Regions from separate parts of the Zea mays genome. Here region 1 is linked to region 2. A link is a contact called in public Hi-C data. All regions are on one chromosome and are shown on one strand. Each heading gives the region's core, a stretch centred on a gene start, on an enhancer-like site or on the middle of the called end of the contact. The rest is flanking DNA. Distances are from core to core; before and after follow the strand shown. Region 1 holds the start of LOC100277241 (OSJNBb0048E02.16-like protein). Region 2 holds the start of LOC103653685.

Region 1 (5,427 bases), core at 607-3,106, 240 kb before region 2:
AAGTACATTTGTATTTTTTTGGTTTTGGCCACCAAACTTTTTGTGGTTTGTTCCTACACTATGTAGACCTACATGTACCATTTGGGGACAATTATAACAAATGATACAAATGATACATGAAACCTAAGAGAACTAAATCTACTAACGATTCAAAACTCTGTTATAATTGTCCACAAATGATACATGTAGGTCTACATAGTGTAGGAACATACCACAAAAAGTTTGGAAGACAAAATCAAAAAAATACAAATATACTTTGCCGAGTGTCTATAGAAGACACTCGGCAAAGAGCATTTTGCCGAGTGCCCAATATGTGGCACTCGGCAAAGAAGCCTCTTTGCCGAGTGCCAGCAGTTGGCTCTCGACAAAGACTAACGGCCGTCAGCTTTGGGACGGCCGCTGACGGCCCTTTGCCGAGAGCCCCCTTTGCCGAGAGTTTGACACTCGACAAACTTGTCTTTGCCGAGAGCCCCCTGTGCCGAGTGTTCAGCACTCGGTAAAGGGGCTCTTTGCCGAGAGCCTAACTTTGCCGAGTGCGGCACTCGGCAAATCTTTCTTTGCCGAGTGCCCGACAAAAGGCACTCGGCAAAAAATGCAACACTCGGCAAAGCCTGCGATTCGGGTAGTGAGTGTAGCCAATGCAAGCCCCAACAAGCAATAGTGTGCGCAGTGGATTTCTCTCTGCCACCTTAAGTTTGCTCAAATGGTCAATTAGTTCAAGCCTTATTATTAATGCGTGTGCACATGATGCTAATCAAAGGAAAGCAAATGGTGCTGCAAATATAAGCAAGTCCCGAACGAAGAAATTGATGCAGCAGGTATGACAACATGATGGACCATATATATATATACTGCATAATTTATTTATTTGGTGATTATTAACGTTAACAGATGTACATGAGAATGTGCGATGTACGTACAACACATGCATGCGTCTCCATCGTCCCTATGCATGCATACCTCTTTACACACACATACACGTACATACAGCGCGCGCACACGAACGAACAAACTAGCGACGATCGATCTAGCTAGCTAGGTCTGTCCAGCAGATCGATCGAATTATTCATCACCCTCTCTGATATATTAAATGAGCACGACATGTATAATAAACATACATTAACGACATATAAGAGCATCGATCAAGGAACCTAGTAATAAATGTAACGACGAGAGCTGCATATATATATGGAGGAGCACGTGGATCGGGCGGTGGTACGGTGCTGTCGTCGATCGGCAGTGGCACGCGCGGCGTCGTCGATCGGATTGGGGAATGAAGGCGGCGAAACGGTAGCGGCGGCAGTGCTAGCCGGCGACCTTCTTCTGGTGGAAGTTGTTGATGAAGTCGGAGGCCTTGCTGTCGACGTCGCGCTCGCCGACCCACCAGCCGCCGTAGTCCTCGTCGCTGGAGCGCACCTTGCGCACGTACCCGGTCCGGCCGTCCCAGTCGCTCATGTCGTCGTCGTACTCGTACCGCCTGGACTTGCGCAGGAAGCTGAAGATGGGGCAGAAGAAGGACGACTTGCCTCCCATGGCGGCGGGCGGCGTGCGCGCGGGAAGCTCTGCTCTCTTCTTCTTCGTTCAGTTACCAGCTGGCTAGCTAGCTAGCTGGCTAGCTAGTCGCCCCTGGCTATATTTGTCACAACTCACAAGCAAGTTCTTCAGTAACGCCGGCGCGGCAGTGATGAGCCGCGGTCGAGACCACTAGCTGATGATGAGAGAGCTGAGTAGAGTTTGTAATTGCTTCGGTCGATCAACTTAATTGTGCTGGCTTAATGGTGCCGAGAAGGGAGGGGGGCATGCAGCTGGATTTATAAGAGGGAGCTGTGGATCGACGACCATATGGCGCGCAGGCTTGGTGGTGGATGCAAGCTGGCTAGGGTTCTAAATAATATACATATATAGAACTAAAGGTGATGGAAGAGTACAGGATCGCGGATCGCGCGGGGGAATGGACGGCCAAGATCGCTCGATGTGAAATGATGCTAAAGCGCGTGTTCTAGCTACGACGTACGTACTGCACCAGGCGCAGACGATCCTCCCCTAGCATAGCAGCTATACACTGGTGTAGGCTGTACAGACGGCCGGAACGGAAGAAAAAAAAGGGGGGAGGAAAGCACGCATGCATGGTACAGTAGCTTCAGCTGCACTGCACAGCATAATTGATCCTTCTTGTTCCGAATTCCGATCCGGCCTGCTTGGACTGGACCAGAATTAATTCGCCGCCAGTCGCTCTCTCTCTCTCACGTATATATACAAACTATAGTAAGCAGCTTTGTATACATATTTGCCAAAATCCGTATGAAAATATCTCCCTGTTCTTGCTTCTTCTAGATAGCTAGTAGTACGCTGTTGTCATGCATATATGCGTAATACACGCACGGTGTATATATATAGAGAGAATATATATATATATATATATATATATATATATATATATATATATATAGAGAGAGAGAGAGAGAGAGAGAGAGAGGGTTCACATTTAAATGATAAAAAACTAAAATTATACAGTTTTAAACCACGTCCACTTAACCAATAGAACCCATGTATCTTTATATTTTATAATCCACACGTGAATATAAATGAAAACCACATCAATATAACATACCGTCTACTAGTTTTACTCTTGAGAGCAGTGGCACATATGACAGACACCGGACCACCCGGTTATCCCGGGGCGTGATCCATACATCTTCATTGATATCTGTTATTTTTATATCAAAATATATCGAAAATTTTTAAAATGTATTGAAAAAATATTATATCTCTAATAAATCGGTCCGGGGTGTGGTCGGATCGCGTGGATCGACGTAGACCAGCAGCTAGCACGTACGACGCGCATCTCCTAAAAAAGCTACTTTACCGGCCGCAGCTAGAGCTAGCTAGTTTGCTGTGGAAAGAAACAGGTCAACACACGACACTCAAACCGGGTGTGCGTGCCTTTGGCTTAGGTTAATCTTCGAATCTCTACCCTTTTTGCATGCAGCAAGCTACTAGCTCTTGTTTAAGGTTACTGCAAGCTGTTTCAGTTCCCTTTGGCGCCTTTATTTGGCCTGTTGTGTCTAGGAGCAATCCATCGGCCGGGCCTAAGCAACCAATAATATTCGCAAGATATATAACAGTATTCATTATACTACTAGTATAATATTTGATGCATATGATTGCATTCCAACTACGAGCCGTACGTGGGCCTGTGTACATATGGCACTGACATATATACACTAGAGCTAGCAGAAGAGATCAAGGTGGGCCTAGTCAAGTGTGTGATTACCCAATAATGATGCATAAAAGTTCTATTATTGTGGCTGCCATCACGCGCTTTGCAAGCTGCGAAAAGGGAACGAGATTATACTATAACCATTTTTATGTTTGGGAGCATCAAGTTGGAATTGTGTTTTTTTGTTGGGAAAAAAAATCATTTTGCCACTTTCAACTATCATAAAAGTCATTTTTTGCTGTCTTAACTATAAAACTGGATATAACCTCATTCTCGTTATCTAAAACTGGATATATGTTTTAGAAAAATAATGTATTTTTTTCTTTTGTTTTGGGGCACCAAGTTTAGATGTAAGCTTAGCTTTCACAAGTATGAATGAGGCTATATACGAGAGGGACCAGTGAAATTCTATTCCTCTTTTCTTTTGTTTCTCTCCTGACGATGATATATCTGACATAAAACAGGAACAATAATAATTGACAGTGCCAGTGAGAGTTTCAACAATGCCTTGTGACACAAGAACAAATATTGCATATGTTGTGACAGCACACAAAAACCGGTATTACATTTTGTCCTAGCCACACAGCCAAAAAGATTTGAGTTGAAAAGGAGTCTGGTCCCTTTTATATAGCTTGCTCGGTCGCTCGTCCTCCTTTATCTAGTGCACTATCGGACTCGTCTTCTTTTTCGAATGCCCCAGACACTCGATAAAAAGACCTTTTTAACTCGGCAAAGCCTTTACTGAGTATTACACTCGACAGACATTTTATCGGTAAAGAGTTCTTTGTCGTGTTTTTTTCCAGATATGGGTATTATCAATTTATGTCGGATATGATTTGAATGGATATCGATATATTAAATATCTAACTTTGAAAATACGGATACAGATAAAGATCAGATACGAATCGGATAATAAGTACCCAGACTCTATACACATGAAATTTCATTCTTTTTAGACGGATCAAATTCGAATATGGACGGATAATATCCGTAACATTTACACACCTACTCGCGACCTTTCTCTCACATGTAACCTCCTCTATCACTCCACCCCTATATCACTTGTGTCTATTTTATGTTTTTCTTCACCATGTATTATAACAAACCGAGAGTAAAGTGATCATTTTAGGCACTAAATGAATTCAAATGGAAAAGTTGTTAATTACAAAGTTGCATAACTCTTTGAGACCTACATCTTTAGTTTTTTGTTGTCAACTATAAAATTACATAACTTTTCAAGACCTACAACTTTCATTTTGGTGATTTTTCCATCTGTTGGAGACTTGTTTTCAAATGCTATGAATTAAGAACAAGGCAACACAAAAAGAGGTTAATGGTTAATGCCCTTCGTCCTTCGAAACATTATTTTCCTTAGAATATAATGATCTTCGGACGAAGGTCATGAAAGACGCACCTTCATCGTCACAGTATATGTTAATAGAAGAAGATGTATATGAAATATGAGAAATAACATGGATAATCATATGACATCATTGATATATCTTTTTATATCATCACTGATGAATAAGAAAAATATTGAATTATATTTGTACCTTCGGCTTGACAGAAGGTAAAAGTCCAAGCGTGACGCACGAGCGAATACAAGTCAGCGTGAACAGTACATGGGTACTGTTCACCTATTTATAGGCACGGGACGCAGCCCGGTCAAAATTACATTTATGTCCTCTACAACTAGTTACAATCATGACACAAATTACCATGGGTTGATTGGTCTTTTCCTCTTTAAGTCGGTGCAGCCTTTGTCTCAAGGCATGTCATTATGCTGAAGCTCCCTGGATGGTAGCTTCGGCGTGTACTTTCGCGCTATATTTGCTTCTATGTTGATCTTCTGAAGGTGTTTCTTCTTAAATGACCTTTAGCAATGAAGCAGACCCACAATAGTAGCCCCTTCACGGTGCTAGATTGTTTTTCGTAACGAGCTTGATCCGTGAAAAATCTCCAAGGCTTCGGAATGCCTAAGGTCCGAAAAACACCTTCCCTGAGCTCGTTGCCGAGAAACGATTAAAATATTCCGAGCGCTAGGTGGCCCACCATGCGGCGGGTACGCACGGTCTGTCGATTCACGTCCCAAGCACCGAGTGGTCCACCGTTCAGCGGGTGCGGGTAACTGTTCAGCGGGTGCAGGCAACTTGGCGATTCACCTTCCCACCTGCAGCACTATATAAACAGACGAGTAGGTGTGAAGT
Region 2 (5,608 bases), core at 443-2,942:
ACCAGCAGCATTGCCAAAATCACCAGTACTGGGTGGATATTGTGCTATATTTTGAGGCATACAGCATAAGAAAGAAATAGCACATTCCTAACGCAGGGAAAAACATCCAGACAGGTGGAAAGAAAAAAAGAGAGTATTGTCAAGACAAATGCAACAAATCAGTGAAGGCATAGTAGCAATGGCACACCAAAAGCCTATAATAACTTAAAATCAGTGTGTCCTAATGAGTTTAGTGGTCTCAGCTTCCAGCAACCACAGCAGCACCTTCCTTTGTGTTATCAGAATCAAAACAATCTCAATACCCCTTCAGATGCTTGCGGACTCCAACAACATCAACAGATTGTGCAGTATGCCCCTGCAAACTTAGAAGCACTCAAGCACACATGCTAACACTAAGACAAAGCACATACAGCTGCCCATTTTACACATGTTAATCTGTTAGACCTTGGATACTGGTCTACTGCACAGCCATAGTCGTGGCAAATCTGTAGTGCTACTACATGAAGTGTAACTAACAATAACAAAGCACGATATTTTGTTTTTCAAACATGATCAGTCATTCCAAGCCTAATAACCTTCCTCCCACCCACGCACAAAAGAATGTATCAGTTCACTCTGGAAAAAATTGAGTTGTAACAATACCACTGCGCAAACTACAATGCACAATACCACTGCACAAACAGCAATGCATAAGTGCAAAATCCTGAGGACGAAATCCAATCCGTATACTATGAGCTCCAAACCCCAACCATTCCAACGAGAAATTTTAACTGCACCACCAACATCACGATAGCAGAGACAAGAAGCGCAGCATCCAGAAGACAAAATTCCCATCCTACGAGCTCCAAATAAGACCACAAAATCAAGAGGACGAAATCCCTATCATACAAGCTCCACATCCCAGACATCCGAATGCGAAATTTGAACGGGGCCTTCACCATCATCATCCCTAAAACAGAAACCGGCCCCACCAAACCGAGAAGACTAAATCTCTACGCTACGAGGTCCAAATCCCAGTCACACAAATTCAAAATTTGAAACGGGCCTTCACCACCATCATCCGGCGACAAGAAAACACAATCCGAAGTCCAGCCGATACAGTCAATCCCAAAACCTCACCTAAAACACAGAACCTCGCATCCTCCAGGCTCCAATCCAAACTGCTCGTATCGTACGCACACCAGCAAAATCCAAAAAAAACTAAACATTCACGAAGCACCCAGCCAAAGCGAGCGGTTCGAGCGGAGAGAGAGAGGAAGAGCCATACCCTGACTTCCATGATGGCCTTGAGCCGCAGGAGCGCGGCGACGCCGTCCTCCTTGGCGGCCTCGAGACTGGCCGCGAGGGCCACGGCTCGACGCTCCGCCGTCAGCACCCGCGCCGCCGACTCCTGCGCCATGTTGAGCATGATCCTGGCGTACGCCTTTTTCATGGCCACCACCTGCACGAAAAACCCCCGATCAGCACGAACAGCGTGCGGCGGCGGCGGGTACAGGGGGAGGAATTTCACCTGGCAGTCCGTCATTTTGGAGTGGGAAGAGATTAGGGGAGGAGGGAGTTGGTTGTTGCTGGAGCTAGGGGTTGTGGCGGTTGCAATAGAGGTGTGGCAAACGGAAAGTTGGAGAGGGAGGTGGGCGCGTCGCGGCAGCCGCTGCTGCGCTTGAGCCTTTTAGCTGGCTGCTTGCTTCCGTTGGAGTGGAAGGAAGGGGCCTGTTTCCGATTTTTAGGCGGAAGCGGTGGGAAGCCCAACTTCCCTAATGTTCCAGCCATGGCGGAGAGAACCCTTTGGTTCCGGGAAATTGTTGTTTCAGCCATGGCGGGGAGAACCTTTTGGTTACGAAGAATTGTTGTCTTGACTCAAGACCAGGGCCGACCCAGCCCAAAATTTGAATAGGGGTCTAATACCTAAGTGAAGACCTAAATAGAAACATAATAACTACTAAATTTTTGTAGGTACGTTAAATAAGATAAAATGTCTACTGAAACTAGAGAATTGAGTGGGGGCATGTGCCCCACTAAGCCTAACGTGGTTCGACCCTACTCAAAACTATCTGTTCGTAAGTTTATATAGTAAACCAGACATAGAAATAATAAAATAAACTTTTATTGTTCACTCTCTGTACACAAGAGAAGACAAAGTTCAAGAAAAAAATGTACTCGTCACGTCCCACAATGCGGCCAATGAGGGTCTAGGTCTATTTGGAAGTAAAGTATTTTTTATAATTTCTAGGTAATAGTATAGTTTGTACTTTGTAGTAATATCATAATATCTCTACTACTCTATAATACTATAATATAGACCATCCATGCACCCTCTGTCTTCCCACGACGTATAGGACTCACATGTCAGTGTCTCCCTTCTTCTTTGTGCGCGCAGCGCTTTGCTCTCCCCTTCCACGCCCTCTACCCTCTACCCCTTAGCCTGAACCATGGTCCTCGCCGCAATCCCCTACCCCCTCTCCCGACCACCTCCATGATCCCCCAACCGAGAATCCCGCTTAGGATGTCATAAAGTCGTCGCAGTGTCGTATCGCCCTGTGATGCCCCCACACCCCCCAGTTCTCCATCGTGTTACTCCCCCGCCACGCGACTCGCCACCCCATGCCTCCACGCGAGACACCTCGGTGGCTAGCACAAGCTGTCCTTCTTCTTCGACTCCGGTGACGCGCGTCGGCCTCCGCCACCCCGTCCCCAAGCTCATCTTCCTGAAGGGTACGCTGGCACATATCCTCGCTCAGCTCAAGGAGAAGCCCGCTGCCTCCGCCCCGACGGGCGCATGCACGTCGTGGCCCTAGCAGAGTCGTTGGCGTTGCAGATCCCGCAAGAGTAGGAGACGCTCGCCTTCCTCCACGCCCGTTCGAATCGGATAGCATCGTGGATCTGTTCATCGGGCGGTGCCTCAGTGGCGGTGGTGGAGGAGGCGATGGTCCCGTTCGTGGAGTAGGTCTGCGATCGCATTCGAAGTCCATGGAAGAGGAGGGGTGCTTGGGTGGTCCCCTGATGAATCCCTCCCGTTCCCCACTCGAATTCACGTTCGTCGGGTCTAATCTGTCATGCTCAAATCAATTCATGTTCTCGATTTGATTCCAAGCGCGTTCACGTCTTCTTTTGCACCATTTTCAAGAGGTGGTGTCAAATCCATGGACGCGATGTCGGCATCAGGGGTGGTAGCAGCGACGCATCACCTCGCACTTTTGTCGAAGGAGGTTAGCAACCTCAGATTGTAAGGCCTCTCTGCTAGAAAGCTTTAAAGAGGTTCATGGTTAGTTTAACATTAAGCTCAGACTTTGTAATAAAACAATCTAACAACAAGGCTTTAATGATAAATTCTCTCATCTCAAAACACATTTATATGCCTTCATTTCATGTTTTTTCTGTACAACTGTAATGAACATAATTAAACACATAAAATAGAAGTTGAATAGGCCAGAAGGCACGTTTATATAAGCCATGTACTGACATACATCAAAATGACGAGAATTGAGTAAATGGGACATTCTAGTATGCTGTGTGAATTGTTAAAGGCTATACACAGATGTGTGCAGGTGGGAATTCATTATTTGTTTACTAAGTATATAGCAGTTTTTCCCTATTATTTCTCTCACAGTTAGTGTGTGTACTATACTATTGATCTAGAAATTGATGTATGACAGTAATTTTTTTATGTTGGAACTGCCAACATGTATGTTTCTTGAAATTTATCTTTTATCTCACTATTTAAGTTTCAGGCTACATTTTACATCCCTAGTATGTTGTCAAATAACAAAGTAGTCCAGTGCAATAGTAACTTTTATGATCTTCAAAATGAATGCTCCGCGTCATTGCAATGTCCATACAAGATGGTGTATGTCTCTACGGGAACATCATCTTCTGGATTTGTTGAATATGTGCTTTATCTCTCAACAGAGAATGCCCATCCTCAAATTCTCAAGGCACAAATAATGCATGGGTAATCATTTCTTTGGAGTCTGGATCTACTCGTAAAATACATTAGGTGTAGTATCTGAAAAACATTTTACTTCTTATTCAATAGTTATGGACAGACTCAAACACGAGTGGAATACTGAAAATTCCCATCGGCTAAATTAATTCTTAGATGTTGATGCTTCTAATGGTCTTTTTAGACTTGGAATATATGAGATTTCAGTTCCCAGCATTTTAGCTCAAAAAGGCCTGACGTTGGTCGTGATGGTATTGGGAGAATCAGCTTGGGAGACTAAGGGAGCTCAGACCAAGAAGAGACATCTCTTGACATCAACCAACAATAGTTAGCAACCTCTAGACATGACACCTATTGACATTAACCCTCACTAGATCAGGTGGCGCCCCTTCGTTCGGGCGCCCTATCCAAAGACGGTGAAGAATTCGATAATTCTAAGAAAATATTTTCTGGCTTACAACATCAGATACGACAACTACAAGAGATCCAATAAGAATAGATTGTTGCGCTATATTTATAATCCGCAACAGTGGCCATCAAACTCCATGAAAGTGCTCCAAGGTAGACCTTCTTCGATATCCAAAGAGAGGGACACCATAACTGTATACGGAAATAGCAATCGTACATCGTTGCAATTAATTGCATATATCCTATACCATCTTTGCATGAAACACTAAAAATGTTAAATCAGCATCCCTGGTGTACTGGCAAATCCCCAACTGAGGTACAATAGACAACAGCCCTGGTTAAAAGCACATTTTGAAGTGTAGTAGACAGTAGTGCTGAGAAGGGCCAAGCAAGAACACCCGAGAACTGAATTACATGTAGAGTAGAGAGGAAAAAATAGCAGACCGTTAGCATTCTGAATAGAAATAGTTAATAGCGTCTGTAGAAGCAAGTAAAGCGCCATGTGATAGGAGAATAGCAATCAAAGCTACATGTCTAATGTAGACGATATCAGAATTAAGAGAAAGGCCTTCTAGTTTCAACCTAGAAATATACGCTTGCAGCAAACCATTGATCTTTGCACTGGGTTCCTCCAACCCCTCTTTCACAGGTATTGGCACACGATCTAAAAGCTTTGCCAGTTCCATTCTTTATCAAGTATGGCACCTACATACTTAAATATTTAACTCAGAGAAAACAGTCGACGCAATTCAATATCAACAATCCAGAGCCTAATACTGTCGGGGACCATAATTAGGGGTACCCTCAAGACTCCTAATTCTCAGCTGGTAACCCCCATCAGCATAAAGCTGCTAAGGCCTGATGGGTGCGATTAAGTCAGGGATCAGTCCGTTCGAGCGACTCGATCACGCCTCGCCCGAGCCTAGCCTCGGACAAGGGCAGACGACCCCGGAGGATTTCCGTCTCGCCCGAGGCCCCCCTTCCGACGACGAACATATCTCCGGCTCGCCCGAGGCCCTGCCTTTGCTAAGAAGCAACCCTGACTAAATCGCTGCACCGACCGGCCAAGTCGCAGGAGCATTTAATGCAAAGGTAGCCTGACACCTTTATCCTGACGCGCGCCCTCCAGTAGAGCCGAAGTGACCGCCGTCACTTCACCGCTCCACTGACCGGCCTGACAGAAGGACAGCGCCGCCTGCGCCACTTCGACTGCAGTGTCACCTGACAGAGTGAGACTGACAGGCAGTCAGGCCCTGCCAA

What was found. A called contact is a pair of places that touch in the nucleus more often than the background predicts.
Region 1: a contact with region 2 is called in a Hi-C map of leaf, with 6 times the contacts expected there. The contact joins the promoter of LOC100277241 here to the promoter of LOC103653685 in region 2. A contact is called at or near these places in 4 of 25 Hi-C or Micro-C datasets (ear, endosperm, leaf and 1 more).

Annotation. Positions count from the first base shown.
Region 1 is chr4:131,798,935-131,804,361 of Zm-B73-REFERENCE-NAM-5.0, reverse strand. LOC100277241 (OSJNBb0048E02.16-like protein) reads right to left here and starts at 1,856. Exons shown (of 1, transcript XM_008680511.4): 1 at 842-1,856. The coding sequence starts at 1,533. The coding sequence ends at 1,306.
Region 2 is chr4:131,561,107-131,566,714 of Zm-B73-REFERENCE-NAM-5.0, reverse strand. LOC103653685 reads right to left here and starts at 1,692. Exons shown (of 5, transcript XM_008680510.4): 1 at 1,511-1,692; 2 at 1,268-1,441. The coding sequence starts at 1,525.